Regions from separate parts of the Astyanax mexicanus genome. Here region 1 is linked to region 2. A link is a contact called in public Hi-C data. All regions are on one chromosome and are shown on one strand. Each heading gives the region's core, a stretch centred on a gene start, on an enhancer-like site or on the middle of the called end of the contact. The rest is flanking DNA. Distances are from core to core; before and after follow the strand shown. Region 1 holds the start of nr3c2 (nuclear receptor subfamily 3, group C, member 2). Region 2 overlaps nr3c2 (nuclear receptor subfamily 3, group C, member 2).

Region 1 (5,238 bases), core at 1,616-4,115, 44 kb after region 2:
TCTTACAGACTGCTGTTTTAAAGCGAGAATACAGGACAAATGTGCATGGGCTACAGTAGGCTATGACTTTAAAACCTTTTGGCCTTCAAAACCTTTAAAATACTTAATATACCGTTTTTAAAATAATTATTATATTTATAAGACTTCAGACTACACAGAAATCATAATAATCAATTTAAAAAAATGCCAAATGTAATGTAATGTAATTTAAGATGACAGAATGGACATGTTTGAATAGCTTGATGTCATATGCATGCACGCATGCTTGCATATAACTTAATGCATTAATTCATTGCATTGCAATTTATTTAAAATGCAATGGATTTTAACAGGCTTGTTACAAGCTACAGCAATGTGCACGGGACAGCAGGCTACGACTTTTAAAAAAAAACATGACGTAGCCTACTAGTTGGTGGTGCACATATTTTTTTTCCTCGTGCACTGTACACAAGCAGACCCACTGTCGCCCAGAAGTTTATGCACTACTGTTTATGAGGGCTCGTGGATGGACACGCCACTGCTCATCTCTCATCTCTTTTCCAAAACAACATAACAACAACAATGGGCTTAATGTCGTGATGCCGTGCACATGCAAAACTTTCCCCAGCACAGCACAGCCTCGCGCGCGCTGCCCAAAGTCAAGCATCCCCCCCCTTTCTCGTCCCCACCCCAACCCCTCCAACAGCCCACTTTTTCTGCTTGCATGGTGATGATGACAGTGACGCAGTTGCTTATATCGCGATCTGGCTTCGACACAAGCTCGCGACACTCATGCCATCGCGCCGCGAGCGACGAGTACAATGCGTTATGCATTACCGTAGGTGTCCTTAGCGTGCATGCACGCGCTGACTAGCGGTTTTCACTGTCAAACAGGCACGGGACGGAAAAACGCAGCGGGAGCAGCTCGCGCAGTGCACTGACACTGACCAACCTTCAAGGCTCGTGCACTCACTCATGCAACTCGGAGTTGCTCGGACACAGTTTAGAGCAGGGCTGACTATGCACGAGCAAAGCAGTGGGATGTTGCTTGCATGAATGCATGCATGTATGTGTGCGTGCGTGCATGCGCTCAGGATTTGTTGGAGCACACTTCAACAAAGTAATAAATAATAACACTATAACAGCACTGTTGGGAGCAGCGCGATTTGTGGCGCGAGCGCTACAAACAGCTCCAGCGCTACTAGACTGTCGCGCGGCACATCGCGTTTGCTCACCCCTAACCGATATGATACAACTATTGATTGTTTTGATAGTTGACTAGTCTAACGGTTATTTTTTCTGATTAATCGATTAGTCAGCGATTATTTCTGCCATGTCCTCTAATCTCTGCCTTCTGTTGGTACAGCTCCTGATCCTATAGCTTTTTCTATCTTTGCACCAAAATGTTAAAAACAGCACAATATGGGATTTAAATGCCCTTTAAATGCCCAGTAGGCACTTTTTTTGCCCTGTCTTTAGTACATTACATTACAGTTTCAAATTAACGACTAGTCAACATTGAATTTGGAGTCAATCCACAATTATTTTTTTATGATTTTTAGATTATATCAACTAAGCATTGTAGTTGTACAGGATTATTTTTTCGACTTTCTCCATCTTCGCTTCAAGGATGTTCTGATACTAAGTGAAAAAAAATGCAGTGCAATGTAATCTGTTGTGTCTTCAAATTTTTTATAATCAACAATTATAAAAGTTATAGATAATATTTTGTAAATGGGACATAGTAGTAATTCTCTCTCTCTCTCTCTCTCTCTCTCTCTATCTATATATATATATATATATATATATATATATATATATATATATATATTAAATCAGAAACATGTTAAAATTCTTACAAACACAAATAGAGGTATGATAAACAATGATTAAAATATCCCATAAAACTGACCTATGGTAGGGATGCACAATATTATTATATTTCAGAATGCCATGATATTAATACTGCAGCTTGTGTATCATATATTGGGTTTATATAAAATACAGCATTTCTTTAGATTAGAATTATGTTTTTTTTGTTTGTTTGTTTTGCTAAGATCAATAAAACATGTACACTATCACACTATAGCACTATAGGGTCCTAAGAGTTTAGCTGTCACTTGAACAGGAGCCTCACCAATGAAATACAGGGACTAATCGAGTAATCGAGGCTCATAATAAAAATAATCGACAGACATTTAAGTAGTCAGCTACTAAAACAGTGCTTAGTTGCAGTTCTTCTTCTTGCAGTGCTGTTTTTATCACTACTTTACTACTTTGAAGTAAAGTGAAATGAAAAGTGCTCCAACAAATCGTATTGTTTATCCAGTAGACTTTGCAACAATTTGCATGACAACAGAAGCGGTAGCGGCGCGAGCGGAGTTTACCTTGATTAAGTCATCCAGGTGTTGTGTCAGGTGTGTCCCCGCCGTCCCCCGCGTTGCTCCGTTCGATTATTCGATTAATCCAAATGAGGGAAAGTAGTTTTCCTCTCCTTTTTCTTCTGTTTGTACTCCTCTCTCTCTCTCTCTCTCTGCTCGTCCACTACTTTGAGCTCGGTGCTGCGCACATCACGCGCTGAGAGGAGGAGGAAGAAGAAGAATAGAAAAAAAAGAAAAAACACCAAAAACCCCAGAAAAACAGAGAAAATCCCGTCCGCGAGTTTCCTCGTGCGCGCGGCTTCAGAAAAAACAACAAACGCACTTGCGTCCTCTTTACCTGTGCGCGCGCATAGGTGTCTGTCTCGCTCGCTCTCTCTCGCTCTGCGCGCGCAGAGTATCCGTGCGTGCGCGTGTGTGTGTATGTGTGTATATACACAGCGCGTGTCTCCGTGTGTGTGTGTGTGTGTGTGTGTATGTATGTTGGGAGTCTGGCGACTGCAGGCTGCTCTACAAAATAATACACCCCCCCCCCGCGCGCTACGTCATAGGCCCCGCCCACTGCACCGAGCTCTATAGAGGGGGAGGGGGGGGTATGAGGTAGATTGCGCGTGCACGAGCCGGAGCGGGGTTACGAGGTAACTCACCGACAGGTGAAGCAAAACAAAACAAGCGGAGTAAAGTTAGTTTGATATTCGATATTCAGCGGAGATTCGCCTTTCGGCCGTTCTCTTGCTCACAGGCAATGTCCTAAACTCTCCCAAATTACATTTTCCAAACCACAGAAGAACAGAGAACAAACTACAAACGTCAGATTTTCTGAAAACACCCAACCTTTCTGTTTCTCCGAGAATATTAACTGAAAATGGCAGGAATCGCTGCAGCGGGCGCTGAAGCTGTTAAGGGACCGTCTGCAAAGTACGGACCCTGATTAAAAACGTAAACATTCACAGCGCCGTTTAATGCATTTCTACTGTAACACGCCCATATGAAATATAGATAAAAAAAATCATACGTAGTCTTTAGAGACACACCTGAAAAATAACTACAACTTTTATTTTTGAAAAATATGTCTCGGTTGATTTTATATTATTTTTTTAATAATAAAAATTGCTACTGTACTGTACTAATATGAAATATAGAAATAAAATCACTTGTAGTCTTTAGAGACACACCTGATAAACATACTACAACTTTTAGTTTTGAAAAATATGACTCGGTTGATTTTATATTAATTTTTTAATAATAAAAATTGCTACTGTACTGTACTAATATGAAATATAGAATATTTCAGTAAATATTCTCGGAGAAACAGAAAGGTTGGGTGTTTTCAGAAAATCTGACATTTGTAGTTTGTTCTCTGTTCTTCTGTGGTTTGGAAAATGTAATTTGGGAGAGTTTAGGACATTGCCTGTGAGCAAGAGAACGGCCGAAAGGCGAATCTCCGCTGAATATCGAATATCAAACTAACTTTACTCCGCTAACAAAACACAGTGATAGCAGCGATTGATGACCGGAGATTCGATTCAGCTGATTCAACCGACTCACTGATTTAGTTCATGAAAAAAGCTTAGAAAAAAAAAACATATGGAGTTATTAAGTAAACCAAAATGTAATAGACATTTATATACAGCTCTGGAAAAAAGAGAGACCACTTAAAAATGATAAGTTTCTTTGATTTTACCAAATTGAAAACATTTGGAATATAATCAAGAGGAAGACTGATGATCACAAGCCATCAAACCAAACTGAACTGCTTGAATTTTTTTACCAGGAGTAAAGGCATAAAGTTATCCAAAAGCAGTGTAAAAGACTGGTGGAGGAGAACATGAGGCCAAGATGCATGAAAACTGTGATTAAAACCCAGGTTATTCTTTAACTCTTGAAAATGTATGAATGTGAGTTTGTTTATTTATTTGCATTATTTAAGGTCTAAAAGCTATGGATTTCTCATTTTCTGCAAATAAATGCTCTAAATGACAATATTTATATTTATAAATAGCAAAATCAGAGAAACTGATTCAGAAACTCCACAGCAATGAGCTGTGGAGAAGTGGAACTTTGTGTGGGGGAATATACAGCTCTGGGGAAAAAAATAACATTTGAAAATTATGAGAATTTTTGATTTTACCAAATTGAAAACCTCTGGAATATAATGTTCATTTTACTTAAACATATACCTATAAATAGTAAAATCAGAGAAACTGATTCAGAAACTGTGGAGACACCTCTTCTCATTTAACATGTTTTATTTCTTTTTATGAGTTTTTGCATTGTATATTTAATATTAAAAACTATATTAAAGCTCTACAGGAACACATGCAGAATTATTCTGTAAACAAAAAATGTTAAACAAACCAGAATATGTTCTATTTCACTTTAGATTCTTCTAAGTAGCACATTTATCTTTGAGGACAGATCTGCACACTCTTGGTTTTAATTTTAATCTCAGTGTCTTCATGAGGGAAAGTCACCTGGAATAGTTTTCTCAGCGTCTTGAAGGAAGGAGTTCCTGGAGGTGCTGAACAATAGTTGCTGCTTTTCTTTCCTTCACGCTGTGAAGCTCCAGCTCATCCCAATTAAATAACCTCAAATCACCATCTCAGTTCATCAGGATTAAATCAGAAGATTAATGTGGAGGAATAACACTTTTTTACTGTTTACTACTTAAATCCATATGTGTCCCTTATTTTTTTAAATGTATTTAATATTAATCTACATTGTAAAAAATACATTAAATAAAGGAATAAAGAAAAACGACATTAAAGTCTATTTAATTTCTAATATTTCTCCTGTAAAGCTTTATTATAGAGGCTTTAGTATCATGATAATAATGTAGCTGCATAGTGTGTAGCATGACTGTGTCTTTAAATTTAGGTTT
Region 2 (5,010 bases), core at 473-2,972:
AAAAGTTGAAAAGAAGGAAAAAGGGATAAAAGTGGCTTCCTGGGTTCAGCAGTTCAGAAGTGGCTGCTAGGGTGTTGCTGGGTGGTGGTTGTGGGGTTGGTAGGTGGTTGATATGTTGTTCCATGTGGTTGCAATACTGAGATTTTTTGTTCCTCTAGGATTTCTTTTGCAGAAACTTTAAATTCAATTCATTTTTTTGCGCATAATATATCACACAAATTATTGCTACCTAGTGTGTTAACCATTTACTGCATTTTACGCACTATGAGGCACACTGTACTATAAGGAGCACTATCAATGAACTTCTATTTTCTGGTCTATTTTCATACCGATATAATCGCCTCTGAATGGCGAAAGAGCTAGCACTGTGGTTAACTGCTAATGCTAATGCTGCTCCAGCCTTGGTGCTGGAGAAACTTCACTGAAACTCACCCTTATAACGCTATACTTTACCGGAGTGTCTTTACTGCTTCTTAATACCTGACTGGTATAATTCATACATAAGGAGCACCGGATTATAAGGCACACTGACGGTATGTGGGAAAATTAAAAGATCTTAAGTGCACCTTGTAGTCTGAAAAATACGGTAATTATGTGTTTTACTATAGTAAGTACTAATATTTGTGATCTTTATTATAAAAGTGGCTCCCTGGCTTCAGTAGTTCAGAAGTGGCTGCTAGGGTGTTGCTGGGTGGTGGCTGTGGGGTTGATAGGTGGTTGATATGTGTTTACATGTGGTTGCAATACTGAGATTTGTTTGTTCCTCTAGGATTTCTTTTCTTTTGTAGAAACTTTAAATTCAATTCAAAGTACACCATTTTAAGTGGTTATTAAGGTATTGCTGGTTTGTTGGTATGGGGCTGATGGGTAAATGAATTCCTTTGGAAAATATTAGATGGAATCACAGAGATTATTGCTACCTAGTGTCTTAACCATTCACTGTATATTGCCGGAACCTGAGTGTTCCGGTAACCTAGAGTGCTATTAGCTAGCGGTTCGTCCCACGTAGCTTGTTTTAACACAGTAAACACGCAGACTACAGAACGATATACTCGCCTCTGAGTGGCGAAAGCGCTAGTGCTGCGGTTAGAGGCTAATGCTAATGCTGCTCCAGCCTTGGTGCTGGAGAAACTTCACTGAAACTCCTGTATAACACAGTACTTCAGCAGAGTGGCTTTACTGCTCCTTAATTCCTTAAATAATAAGAAGCACTGGATTATAAGTCACACTTACGACATTTTGAAAAAATTAAAAGATTTTAAGTGCGCCTTATAGTCCTCTTATAAAATACGGTAATTCTGTGTATCAGTACTATGGTAAGTACTGATATTTGTGATCTTTATCATAAAGTGCTCTCCACTTTGCCCTTTTTGCTATTTATTTTAACATAAAAAAGTCCAAAAAGTTCAGAATCTATACAAAACAAAGCCACAGGAATGGATTGTGATAACTATCCACGAGTGAGAAATAAAAAATTTTGAGCCAAATGTATCAATAAGCATTTTAAGGCATGCTCTGTAGGCCAGGAGAGCAGGAGAGACCTGGGAGGGTTAATACTGTAAAAATAAATATCCAGCTGCACCACATGCCTGAGACCAGCCCAGCACCGGCGGCGGGGGGGCGAGGGCCGACCCCTCCTCCCACAGGAGCCTCGGCGAAACTCTGTCTGCTCCCTGACTCAGCACTCCGCTCTCCACAGCGTTACGCAACCGCTAAACAATTACGCTGAAAGGGTTAACCTGCTGACAGGGGCCGGGGGAAACTGCCGCCGCCACCGCTATTAAGACTGGAGTGCAGCGCAAAGCAGCTCAGAGAGGGTTTAAGGGCTCTCGGGGGAGCGCTGCCCTGCGGAACGATTCCTCCGCCGCCTGCTTTCTTCAACACGGCCGAGTCTCACCGGGGACGCGAGAGTCAGGCCTGAAACGACTCCCAAAACACAAGCAGTGACTCAGCAGTTCCTCCGCCATCACTAGGGTTCTGGTTGGGTGATATTGTGGCATGTGGAGATCTCCGTCTCCGAGTGCTACGCTCTGTTTTTTTGCTGTTAAGGAAGTTTCACATAAATCATGAATCTCACAGAGCACCAAAGTCACCCAGGGTGATCCTTCAGTATTACTAAAGGTGTTAACCCTTTGAACCCTAGGCTGTTTTGGTGTTTATCAGCTAGTGGTTCGTCTCCCGTAGCTTTTTTGTGTTTTAACACAGTAAACAGACTGTAGACTACACTCTGATATACTCATCTCTGAACGACAAAAGAGCTAGCGCTGTGGTTAGAGGCTAATGCTAATGCTGCTCCAGCCTTGGTACTGGAGAAACTTCACTGAAACTCCTGTATAACTCTGTACTTCACTGGAGTGGCATACATAAGGTACACCAGATTATAAGGCTTAGTGCTAGTTAACGCCAGCCGACAGCGCTACACTGAGGTAACCCAGCGAGCTATCAGCTAGCTTTTCGTCCCACGTAGCTTTTTGTGTTTTAACACAGTAAACAGACTGTAGACTACACTCTGATATACTCTTCTCTGAACAACAATAGAGCTAGCGCTGTGGTTAGAGGCTAATGCTAATGCTGCTCCAGCCTTGGTGCTGGAGAAACTTCACTGAAACTCCTGTATAACTCTGTACTTCACTGGAGTGGCTTTATTGCTCCTTAATACCTGACTTGTAGAGTTCATACATACGGTACACCAGATTATAAGGCTTAGTGCTAGTTAACGCCAGCCGACAGCGCTACACTGAGGTAACCCAGGGCACTATCAGCTAGCTGTTCGTCCCACGTAGCTTGTTTTAACACAGTAAACTCGCAGACTACACTCTAAAATACTCATCTCTGAACAGTGAAAGAGCTAGTGATCCTTTTACTAAAGGTGTTTTGGTGTGTTTTTTTTCCTCTTTCAGGTCTAATGTAAAATGTAAAAGGAAGCAGAATTGTTATATTTTCCTGGAACTGATCATGTTTTGGTCATAATTTTACCAAGTGCCTGTTTTATTTTTACTTATTTTTTAAATGTATAGACTTTAAATACTTTAAATATATTCACACCTAAGATATATTTTCAAAAATGGTCAATAACAGTTCATTACATGGATTATTAATAATTACTCTGACAAAATACATGGAGAAACAGCATCAGGCGGAGTTATTTATCTTAATAATCAATAATCACACCTCTAGGATACATGTAGATACTAAAAACCTGACACTCAGAGCAGCCTATGCCTTTCAGTATTTTAATCAGGACACACAAAGGAAACTACAGTATTTACAAAAATGTAAACTTTTTAGTCTTAAATAAATAAAAATGTTAAGCACAAAATAACTACTTAGTAAAAATGTGCAAGTAAAACCAAAACTATATTAAGTAGTGCGCACACCATACCTAGCTTTAGTTTGAGTAATGCAGGTAGTTTCATTCATTCCAGTAATGGGGATATGGGAGGAGTGTGGCACAAGACACACTTGTGCTGTGATTGGATGTTGCTTCAGTAATTCCATGTTGGTTGTTAAGGTGTTGCTTAATTGTTGCTATGTGGTTGCTATGCCATTATAACTGGATGCTCTTATATGACTGTGATGAAGTGGGTTGTTGCTTAAGCATTTCCAGAGTAATTGCTGGGTGGTTGCTAAGAGGTTGCTGAGTGGTTGGGTGGAGTTAGCAAGTGGTTGCTAAGCAGCCATTCATTCTGTAAATTGGAATATAGGAGGAGAGTGGCACATGACATGCTTGTGCTGTGATGGGATGTTGCTTCAGTAATTCCACGTTGGTTGTTAAGGTGTTGCTTAATGGTTGATATGGGGTTGCTATGTGGTTGCTATGCCATTCCAATTAGATGTTACTATACGACTGTGATGAAGTGGGTTGTTGCTTAAACATTTCCACAGTAATTGTTAGGTGGTTGCTTTGTCATTCCAATTGGATGCTATTATATGACTGTGATGAACGTGGTTGTTGCTTAAGCATTTCCACAGTAATTGCTGGGTGGTTGCTAAGAGGTTGCTGAGTGGTTGGGTGGAGTTAGTAAGTGGTTGCTAAGCAGCAATTCATTCTGTAAATTGAGATATCGGAGGAGAGTGGCACATGATATGCTTGTGCTGCGGTGGGATGTTGTTGTAGTCATTCCCTGTTGGTTGTTAAGGTGTTGCTTAATGGTTGATAGGGGGTTGCTATGTGGTTGCTATGCTATTCCAATTAGATGCTACTATATGACTGTGATGAAGGGGGTTGTTGCTTAAACATTTTCACAGTAATTGCTGGGGTGGTTGCTATGTCATTCCAATTGGATGATATTATATGACTGTGATGAAGGTGGTTGCTAAGATTTTGCTTGGCAGTTTCTATGGGATTACCAAGTGGCTGCTAAGCAGCCATTCACTCTGTGAATTGGGATTTCAAGTGGCACATGAAATGCTTTGCTGCCGTGGGATGTTGGTTGTTAAGGTGTTAAATAGCTAAATGGTTGATATGGGGTTACTATGTGGTTGCTATGCTATTCCAAGTAGTTTTTATGCAGATGCTTGAGGTCCATGGTGGCTTATTTTTAGATGAAAATAAAGGAAACAGCAATTCTTTTTTTTTATCATTTGTCTTTAAAACAAACCTACAAAAGCGAGATATGGATGCTTAATACATCAAAAGAGAATAAAACTAAATATAAATGTAATTTATTATGTAACTAATAGTGTAATTAAGTGTGTAATGATGTGAAAAGTACAGTAAGTGCATTACATAATGTCTAATGAATGTGTTTTCTTGTGAAAGGACGACTCTGCACTGCTGAACTTCTCAGGATTAAGAGCAGCAGGCTCTGGTGTAAAAATGGCGTCTGCTGAGTTACCTCATTTTCCCTCACCTCATCTGCCCTCTGCTAGCGGAGAAAGTGTGCGCGCACACACACACACACACACACACACACACACACACACACACACACACACACACACACACACACACTTTTCCTCCCTGTCTTACACTCCTCCTCAACTCATTTTCAGCAGCACGTGCTTGGG

Evidence for each region. A called contact is a pair of places that touch in the nucleus more often than the background predicts.
Region 1: a contact with region 2 is called in a Hi-C map of muscle, with 5 times the contacts expected there. The contact joins the promoter of nr3c2 here to the enhancer-like site in region 2. A contact is called at or near these places in 2 of 3 Hi-C or Micro-C datasets (both in muscle).

What each region holds. Positions count from the first base shown.
Region 1 is chr7:50,813,061-50,818,298 of AstMex3_surface, forward strand. nr3c2 (nuclear receptor subfamily 3, group C, member 2) reads right to left here and starts at 2,866. Exons shown (of 9, transcript XM_049481378.1): 1 at 2,367-2,866.
Region 2 is chr7:50,770,614-50,775,623 of AstMex3_surface, forward strand. The region is part of intron 2 of nr3c2 (nuclear receptor subfamily 3, group C, member 2); the gene reads right to left. Among protein-coding and RNA genes, the nearest start is that of nr3c2, 43 kb to the right of the region's middle. Within about 2 kb of position 1,723, the one cell type or tissue checked has an H3K27ac peak away from gene starts, as active enhancers do.